Regions from separate parts of the Zea mays genome. Here region 1 is linked to region 2. Evidence: chromatin contacts called from public Hi-C data. All regions are on one chromosome and are shown on one strand. The core of a region is the stretch at or near the end of the contact, and the rest is flanking DNA. Distances in the headings are between cores, read along the strand shown. Region 1 holds the start of LOC103639583 (protein PAM68, chloroplastic). Region 2 holds the start of LOC100277219.

Region 1 (4,916 bases), core at 1,739-4,238, 300 kb after region 2:
AGGGGGAGGTCTGGATCCGTTTCCAACTGTTTCCCGAGTTAATCCCGCGGTTTTAGGTAACAAATCCTGCGAGAAACTAGGAACCCTAACTGACTCTGCGCGCGCGCGGACCGTCCGGGACCGCGGACGATCCGGCCTCAGCGCCGGACTGTCCGCGCTGCTCAATTTGACTTCCAACACCACCTACGAAAACCCGCAAACAAAAGCGTACCGCACCGTGCAGTGGAGGAGAACAAAAGCTTTGTGGTGGTCGGTAGTGGATCGGGGGCACCAATTGCCAAGCACTGCGGTGACCGTGGTGTCCAATCGGCTCTGGCGCACCGCACGGCACCTGCCTTCGTCCCGCAGGGCAGGTGAACGCTTTGTGGTTGGTTTCCAACTTCCATGCGTCCGGAGAGACCTCTGCTTGCAGCCCAGCCCGGCGTCGCCCTCCTGGGCTCTCTTCCTCTTCAAGCAAGCAACACACACACACACACACACCAACACACTCCGTCTTCTTAATTAAAACGTACTAGGGGTATTTAACTAATAGCGTATACTACACATATACCCCCCCATTAACTATTAATATCGTCACACTAGCTTGTACTAATTGCCAGGGAGGCGCCGCGCGCGTACGGATCTGGATCTGCGCACGCAACATCTCGGTTTTTTTTTTTTTACTTCAACCGGCCGGATCTGAGATTTGCCCATTGGATTGGGGCCGGGCCCTGCAAACTATCGTTGCTCCGCAGTCCGCACATGCCTGCGCCGCTCCCTCCGGTGCACTCTCTCTCTCTGTGCAATTTGACCGGCCGACACAAACTAAACCTCTCCAGGGCAAACATAACGGAGCACGGATCGATTCAGAACGAAGAGATGGAAACTAATTTAAAAATATGGTCCTTTTGATTCCTGCGGAATGACAGGCAAGGAGAACGGTTTGTGAAATCGGATGGCAAAAATACACAGCATACTATTTGTTTCGAGGTCCCAAAACAGCATGCTTTGGACGTCGAGTCGATGGCTTACACACTTTGGGCCTGCTGTGGTAATGTTAATATGGGCCAGACGCTACGCTAGCCAGTCCAACCCCAAAACAGCCGCAAGGCCGTTAGTTAGGCCACCGTACCAGCGTGCGTTAATAAGAAGGGGGCCCGCGAGCGCGACTGGTCCCCCCGCGCGCAACGGGCGCCACCGCACCGGCGCCGGCACCGCCGACGAGTTCACGCTGAAAATGACCCAGCTGTAGGCTCCTGTTTTTGCATCGCGGTAGGAGGAGACACGCAATCCAACTGTTAATGCCTACACACAGTCACAATCGGGGCTTCTCGCTCCCTCTTCATGGGACCGAGACTAGTTTCTCCACAAAATCAGAGGGAATATAATGAGCTGAAAATCTCCTTATTCAATTTTAAATAATAATGATATTTTAGTCTCTCCAATCTCTTTCGTTATCTTAGCTTCCAAACTGGATGAACTGGGATTACCATGACCCATCAAAGATTGGCTGGCGTTCCGCGTCCGGATTTATGATTTTTTTTTTTTTTTGCAAACTGGGATTGTGTAGACTTGATAGATTTCGATCGAGACAATACTTCATCCCTATTCTATCAATTTTCTCGCAGAAATAGAGGGGTTCCATCGAAAAGACGGTGAAAGTCGAACTGTAGAACAGTAGAAGACACACACGATGAGCGATACAGAGAAGAGTGCCAACTAAAAGTACTTTTTAGTTACGATGAAGATAGCCGAGAAGCAAAACATAAAAGATCTTAGATGATTGGATGGATGAGTTTAAATCTCAAACAAATTAAACTTTTTATTAATTTTTTTAATATCATCTAATTCATGTGTATGTGTATTAGAAATAACCCAACAAGATATTAGATGAAATCGTACCAGAGATGGTTCCTGAATAACCGAATGAGCACCGCAGTGAATCCATTCCATCCCTCTTACTGAACCAAACAAGAGATGCAAATTCTCATTGAACCCCCGTCCCCAACCCCAACACAAGCGAGCGAGCGATCGACGTGGATTTACACAGCAGCACCAATGCAAGAGCCCAAGTTTTTCCGAGACAAACGCACAAGAGTGTCATGTCAGTCATCACACTGGGGCGGTCCTGTCTGTCCCTGCCCTACTCTACTCCTAGCCCCGGCGAGGTGGGGACTGGGAGCGTCCCCGGAGCGAGTCCCAGAAGACGGGCCAGTTGCGGCGCGCCTCGTTCCAGCCGAGCAGGGAGCCCTCCCGGGCGGGGTCCCAGCTCGCGGACACGATGCCGTAGCTCACCCCGGCCAGCGCCGCGCCGAAGAAGACGAACGACACGCCGAAGGGGATCCACGTCGGCACGTCCACCTTCGCCACCGCCTTCAGGTAGTAGAACACCGGGAACAACCCCACGCCCAGCGCCAGCGGAAGCCCCACCGACGCGCCCACCCGCCGCATCATCCGGTTCGTCACCACCTCCGGGATCGTCGCGTCACGCTCCTCCTCCTCGTCCTCATCTTCCTCCTCTTCTTCTTCTTCTTCTTCCTTCGCCGCCGTCTGCTGCTGCTGCTGCTGCTGCTTCCTGTTGCGCCGCCGCCCGCTCTTCCCCGGCCGCCCGACCGTGATGATCTTGGGCTCCGCCGCGGTCTCCTCGTCGCTCCGGCTGTCCCGGTTCCTGCGGGCAAGGAGTGGCCGCGCGCGGCGGCTCGGAGCGGTGGCGGAGCGGGATCGGAGGCCGAGGACGACGGGAGTGGAGCTGCAGCAGAGGAGGCTGGCGTGGGCACGCGGTGGGGAGAGCGGCACCTCCATGGCAAGAGCCAAATCACTTGCTGCGAGAACAGGTCATCTTATCTCTAACCAGAGCGTGGCAGCGCGAGTCCTGTCCTGCAGTGGGCGCCGGGTTTTCCTAGTTTCACAACATCTCTAGTTAAAAGTTAACTATTTCCCACTATTTGAATCAGTGAATATGGTGTAAATGACACAAATTAAACGGCTGCTACATTAAAGTGGCAAAAAATTGAATGCCCCCGTCTCTAGCGATCTTTCTTGAAAAACGACTTTGTATCAAACCACTCTCTATAGATGACTAATTGACACTAACACGTGGGACAGCCCAGCCACGACACAAAAAAGCACGGCCCAGACACGACCCGGTCCGGCTAGTAGGGGTGAAAACGGCCGGAAACTATCATTAAACACTAAAACTATTTTCGTTTTCATATTTTTTTTCTCGGAAACGAGATCGAAAACGGTAACTCCAGAAACGAAAACGACATTGGTAATTCGGAAACATAGGAAATGAAAGTTCAGTACGAAAATTATATCGGTTACGATCGTGTCAGTGTTTGGACCGCGGGTTCTTAACCAACCAGTAATGTGTCGCGTGGCCGGCTCTAGATGGTGTGCGAAATGACACAAGCGATTATCCTGGTTCGGGCTTCTCGAGGCCCTACTTCCAGGAGAGGGGATGATGCATATATTACTCGTACCGTGGTGCCTGTAGTAGGGGTTTATAAGCACAGCGGGAGAGGAGAAGTCCACAAGTCCCTAGAGATGATTGAGACAAATGTCAATATCTAAGACAGTGTGAGAAAGCAAGAACTCGACTATGTGTGTTGTTGTGTCTCAATGGAGGGACCACTGCCCTATTTATACATCCAGGGGAGCGTTCGTGGTGAAGTTGAGTCTTGTATTTCGAAGGAGAGATGCCCTGGCATCTGACGTGACGGCGAACCGTACAGTAGATTCGCGCCTACTGACGTCTCGTAGAGAGCCCAGGCAGAGAGACGGGCTAGGGACCCACGCCTGCGCTACCGCACCCAACGCCCACACGTCGTGCTAGGGGATCGCGTAGAGATGGCAACGGGTAAAAACCCGCTGGGTATTACTTGCCCAAACTTATACCCGCGAAGAAAAAATACGCCCGCTAAAGAACCCATACCCATGACGGGTATAAAATTTTACCCAAACCCATACTCATGCGGGTTTCGGGTACCCAACGGGTTTCCCATACCCACTAACATCAACATAAAAAATAATTCATCATGTAAATAACAATCAATACATTAATAAGCTAGGATAAAAAGAATAAGTGATAACTAATTTTAGCTTAAAATTTATTACATGAAGTTTATTTCAATTAGAACATATTCAATTAATAATATATGAGACATATTTATAAGAAATGATGATTTTAAGGCGGGTTTTAAAAACCCATGAGTTTGCGGGTATGGGTAGTGAAAGAACAAACTCATGTCCACGTACCCGTTGGGTTTCTATTTGAACCCATTAACAAACTCATGGGTAGAGAAATTGACCAAACTCATACCCTAGTCGAGCAAAAACCCATCGGGTTTCAGGTAGCGGGTACCCATTGCCATCTCTAGGATCGCGCCTGTGTTGCCACGCTAGGGGCCCAGGCCTACTGAAGTGTGGAGCGTGGACAACCAAATGGGAAACGCCGCAAGCTAGCCACAATAGATGGAACTCACGGGAGTGGGTGACAGGTTAGCGGTGGTGGTGGCTGGATGTAGGAGACGGGACTCACTCCTCTACGCGGGCGAGACTAGGTTAATGTCGTGATAAGCCATTATATGGCCTGATTCCCAGTGCTAGGTTTTTTTAATTTTGGGCTAAAAACTGCACGGTTAGGAGGTAAAACTCGTAACTGATCTGATTTTTTCACGGGTAGGGTGCGGGCAAGACCCGCAGGTCAAATTTCATGCACAAACCCAAGCCTGATGGGTTGAATATCCGACGGATAACTAAACCCACGGGTAAATTTGTTATCCCTATTAAGCCAAACGGGATGGTTTCCTACCTCTATCAGAATTCTTCTAACAATTGTTCATAGAAAAGTATTAAAATGACACCTTTCAAAGCTCTTTATGGTCGAAGGTGTAGAATTCCATTAAATCGGTCAAAACCTAAAGAAAGGTGGTCCT
Region 2 (5,185 bases), core at 2,160-4,659:
TCACCAAGCCTGTTTTTTTCTTTGTGTTGCTTGCGCCCACTGTTATTGTCACCTTGCATCTGCATGCCATTGTCGTCGTCGATCTTTGACCGTTTCCTTGCCCACTCTAGCATGCATCAAACGGATCGCTCGCCGCGCCGTTGGTACAACATGGCTTCATCTTCTTCATTTGGTTCTAGTAGTGACTTGCTGAATCCGCCACTGCGATCCGTCGTCATTCTTTTGGTCGGTTTTCCCTCCTCGAGGTCTGGGCCTTCCACCGCATCGCCGACTGGAGATGTATCGGGAAGTCGAAACAATGCAGGGGAAGATGTTTTGAGTTTGGGCGCCCGCACGTTGGATTGGACCATGTAACATAGGTGGAGCGACTAGGTTATTTTCCTGTGGAGCTCGACGAGCCCTGGATCGGAGACTACTCCATGTCCAGGAGGCGAAGGGGTATTCTTCTAATCCTCCTTCACAGCCGGACTTCGCTTCCTCTACCACGGCTTTCTCATAGAGATGTTGAATTATTATATACGAAAAATATTATTTTTATATATCTAGTTAAAATTTAAAATTAATTATCTTATAATGTTCTACCTTAATTATTTTGGTATGGAACAACTATATCAAATAACTCTTAGAGCATCTTCACTAGTTTCAAAAAGCCCTATAATTGATTTAAGGTGTTATTCAAAAATTATGCTCCAACAATTTCTTAAACGAGGTTGTCAAATATCCCTATTTAGTCCCCAAACTTTGAAAGTTATTTCGCACCCCCAATAACCTATTTTGCTCATCAATCACTCCATGAAATCAATTGTTTGTCATCAAGTTCACACTCGTGTACAAGTGATACACTTTAAATGATTTAAGCTACGAAATTTACCACTGAGTTACCTTAACTTTAAAGTATTTAAAAACCTAAGACTTAGGATAGTTGGAGGCTAAGTTTTTTTCCAATATGTATTTATAGCATCGTCACCCATGCCTTAAATTAAAATATAAGGCTTAACTAACAAAAGCAGCTTCAATAATACCATATTTAATATTTTTTATCAAAAAATATAGGGCACAACACGAAGTGGCACAAATATACAACACCCTAAATTAGTGCTTTATCCTTATTTTGTATATCATTCTAAACATTTTCTTTTCTAATAATATATTTTACTTTCTAAAATACATGATTTAGAGCTTAACCGTTGACGCTCAATTTATTTTTAGTGTCTTAAACACTTTGAATAATGTAGTATTTTAATTTCTAGTGCACTATTTTAGGCACTTTGTTGAAGATGCTCTTAGCAACTTGCTAAATCCAAATTTAGTGGTCTTTTTTAAGAACCAAGAGTATCTCCAACATCTTCTAATATTTCTACCTCGATATCTCTATATTAGGTTGCTCCCAAAAGTATAAAATTCCAAAAACATACTCAATTCCGATAACTCCTTAAAAACATCCCAATGTAGACCATCTAACGCGGAAAGCAAAAAATATATAGAGACGAGCAGTGGCGGAGCTCCATAAAAATAACGTTCCGAACCACTTTATAAATATAACGATGTACTAGTCGTTTTTTAATTTTTCGCACTTTAGATGTAGTAACATTTAAAACAATCCAATGTAACTTTTAATTTTTCGTACTTTAGGGGTAGTAACATTTAAAAAAATCCAATAAAACTGTGGCAGACAGGGAAAAGAATCAGACGTTCAGAAACAATTACTCACAATAGAGGAGAAGCACTCAGCACACAACGCTTGCCGCTCAGGTGGTCGCTGCCCATTGGCCAGGGAGGCGCTTTGCCCTCGCCTATGAATAAGAAAAGAAAAGAAATCAGGTTGAGGAAGTTGTATACTTTGGGAAAAGATGTAATGGCAGGGGTAGATTTGGGCGGTGGCGTGGTGCCAGTGCAGGCCGCGCGCGTCATTGCTACAGGGACGATAGAGGCGAACTGGTGGAGGTGGAGGCCGGACTTGCGGTGGCGGATGCCTGAGTCAGAGCCCGCCCGGCCGCCTCGGAGGTTGCTGCCTTGTGCCCTTACCGAATTCGTAGAGCCTAAAGTAGGGCTGGGCAAAAAACCCGTAACCCGAAACCCGAACCCGGAATACCCGAACCCGAACCCGAAATACCCGAAACCCGAATTTTGTTTGGGAATTTCGGGTAGCAACTTGCAAAACCCGAATTTAGTTCGGGTAATTCGGGTATCACAATCGGGTACCCGAAATACCCGAATTACCCGAACTTTCATGTGTCATGTACTCATGTCATGCTTAATTATTAATTTGTATATTTATAATTATGTGTATGTGTGCATAACTTGTGATTGTAGATTGCTTGTGTTTTATATGTCCATGTATATCATTATTCAAACTATATTTTATACTAATTTAATAGGGTGTATGTATTTTTATGAAGTCGACACAATAGTTTGGGTAGTTCGGGAATACCCGAACCCGAACCCGAAATTTCGGGTACCCGAATTTTCGGGTATTGTAAAACCCGTTGTAATTTCGGGTATCGATTCTCAAAACCCGAAATTTTGAAAACCCGAATTACCCGACCCGAAATTTTCGGGTAACCCGAACGCCCACCCCTAGCCTAAAGGCGTGGAGAGCGATAGAGGACTGAATGAAGGCGGTCGCGCCGCTGGTAACATAAGAAACGCAACCGCGCAGGTTTGCGAAATAATTGAAAGAGTCTATGTTCTCGTGACTTGAGCGACTGAGAGAGGCCGTCAGCGCCAGGCTCAATCGATGCGAGCAGGATGTCTTTTGGGCCACATTTTTAGGCTGAAATGTATTTTGAGCTAGATTTTTTTGGTTGAAAAATATATATATATAAGAGGATTTTTGGGTTGCGCCTCGGTCCACGGCCCAGGTGGCCCAGGGCCCATATCCGCCCTTGGAGACGAGGGTGGCTTGACTCTTTAGCGAGGGTCTTGTTTTAGGAATATCAAATAAATTGGGAGCATAAGTAAGAAGCTGTTGGACCCGTGGACCACCTTGAAGATGCTCTATTGGTGATGCTAACGCATTCTTCCTGTTCACGCCTCCCTTATCCGAACCAAAACACACGCCTACGTCACTTCCTCACCACGCGTCCTCCCGATCACCGTCCACGCTCGCCGACAGCCGAGATCAACGGCCGGAGCCCCCACCCCATGCAGGCCGGCCCAGTCAGACTCAGACCCCAAGTCCCCAACGAACGTGACGCACGGGCGGCCAAAGCTACTACTACTACTGTCTCCACAAGTTTCATACTCAGTATTCAAATTTTATTCTACAAATAATATCGTGTATAGTGTAAAATAATATTTTAGGTGATACATGTAAGCGCTGGTGGACACGATTCACGGACGCCACCCGGACCCTATTAAACCCGCCTCTCAGCCGACCGTTTCGAGTCCGTCGTCGTCTAGCTCCCATCCGACCTCCTGCATTCCCCACTAGTCCCAACTCCCAACCACCGCCAGCCGTCCGCTCTCCGCAAGCGCGACCTTCCGGCCAGATCCGCCCCGTTGCGCCGACGAGCGGTCCTTCTGCCTAGTTTCTCCGCGCAGCGAGCGGCGGGTTCCTCGGAGATTCCCGCTGGCCGCGGGGATCCATTTGGTGAGTTGGGAGCCGGAGCTCCGATTTGGCGGTTTCCCTTTGGGAGGTCGTCTGATTCACCGGCGGCGGCGGTTTGCTTTGTGGATGCAGTGACTGCTCGCGTTGCGCGTGGATCTGGTTTGGGACGGAGGAGTGAAACGCGACGGTGATCGTGCGAGGTGGGGACGCCATCAGTGCTCTGTCTGGGGTTCGGTCTGTTCTTCGACTGCAGATCTGGAAGGTATCTACCAGTATACCCGTGTCCTCTGCTCTTATTTTTTGTTGCTGAATGATTTGGCGATCTGTACACTAGAGACAACCATTTCTGCATTACGATTCACCGTGTCGTAATAATATAGTTTCACCATCCATGTTGATATTTTTGTCCAGATTCTGGTCCTGCTTGCCATTTCTGCGATCGAAATGCACTGTGTTGATAAGCTTCTACGTTTGATTTTTCTTTTGGCGCTAGGGTTTCGTGGGATCCGTCGCTACGATCTGTCCCAGTCAGAGCACCTGCATCATCTCGGGTCGGGCCATGGAGACTCTGCTCATCTCGGAGGAGCGCAACCACCAGCTCCACCACTTCTCGGGTCGCCGGAAGAAGGCGTTAGCAGCGTCGCCTCAGTCCACGCGCAGCTACCATGCTGGCAACTGCCGGGCGTTCCACTCCGGCATCACCGTCGGCATCCTGCCATCCCCGCCCGCGCAGAGGGTTGCACTGACCCGCTCCTCTCCTGAGCCCAAGACACCGAAACATCAGCTTCACCATGGGAAAAAGCGCAGCCGAGCAATCTCTATAAACCTTTCGACGTCCCCTCCCTCTCGCCCTGAGCTCTGGGCTGGCCCGGGGTTCTGCAATTCGCCGCCTCCCAGCTCCCTCCCGATCCCCAAGTTCTCACTCCACCAGAAGCGCAGTGTCTCACTTGAATTTCCACCTGCTGACCGGTCAGACGACGAAGAGGTGCCCGTGCATGCCAAGTCGGCACCTTCATCGCCGACTGCAGGCTCAGGTGTTACCTTCTTCAGTGGTACTGATGCTACCATTGCCACCGAGAATCTGAGGAGGATCCTTAACCTCAAAATTGAGGATAACTGAATGGCGGTTGGGTAGTTCTGTGTACATAGTTTAACTACAACTGACCTTTGTAGTATGTATAGGGTAACCGGGGATAACCACTGTGTACCTGGCGGTGGTTCCTTCTGCAGCAGTACTGTAGGCGGTTAGCAAGCACAGCGAGGAGTTTAGGAAGTTTGGAAATGCAGTGAGAAGGATGTTGTGGTAATGGAGATTTGGTGGATTTGCATATCACTGCAGTTTCAGAGTCACCTTTGTTCCTTGTACCTTGTAGTTGCCTATTAGTAGTCCAATACTCCATTTAGATGTTATAGTATTTGCATCTTCCCTGCCCATCATTAACCAGTAGCCACAGCCTTCATATCATAATCCTTGTCATGTAGTTCATCTCAGGCAGGGCATTGTAGGCTAGCTAGTACTGTTCAAGTTCTGTCATATATGTAGTCTTCTGTAGGATTGCTGCATCCCTTGAAACTTGCATTCTGTATCACATTGCATCCTGCTGACTCACCTCCCTTCATAACATCTCCCTGTGT

What was found. Hi-C and Micro-C count contacts between places; a contact is called where the count stands out from the background.
Region 1: a contact with region 2 is called in a Hi-C map of ear, with 2.0 times the contacts expected there. The contact joins the promoter of LOC103639583 here to the promoter of LOC100277219 in region 2. A contact is called at or near these places in 2 of 25 Hi-C or Micro-C datasets (ear and leaf).

The regions. Positions count from the first base shown.
Region 1 is chr9:159,713,130-159,718,045 of Zm-B73-REFERENCE-NAM-5.0, forward strand. It overlaps LOC103639583 (protein PAM68, chloroplastic), which reads right to left and starts at 2,989. Exons shown (of 1, transcript XM_008662316.3): 1 at 1,895-2,989. The coding sequence starts at 2,781. The coding sequence ends at 2,134.
Region 2 is chr9:159,417,067-159,422,251 of Zm-B73-REFERENCE-NAM-5.0, forward strand. It overlaps LOC100277219, which reads left to right and starts at 3,410. Exons shown (of 4, transcript NM_001150852.2): 1 at 3,410-3,592; 2 at 3,683-3,812; 3 at 4,044-5,185. The coding sequence starts at 4,110. The coding sequence ends at 4,670.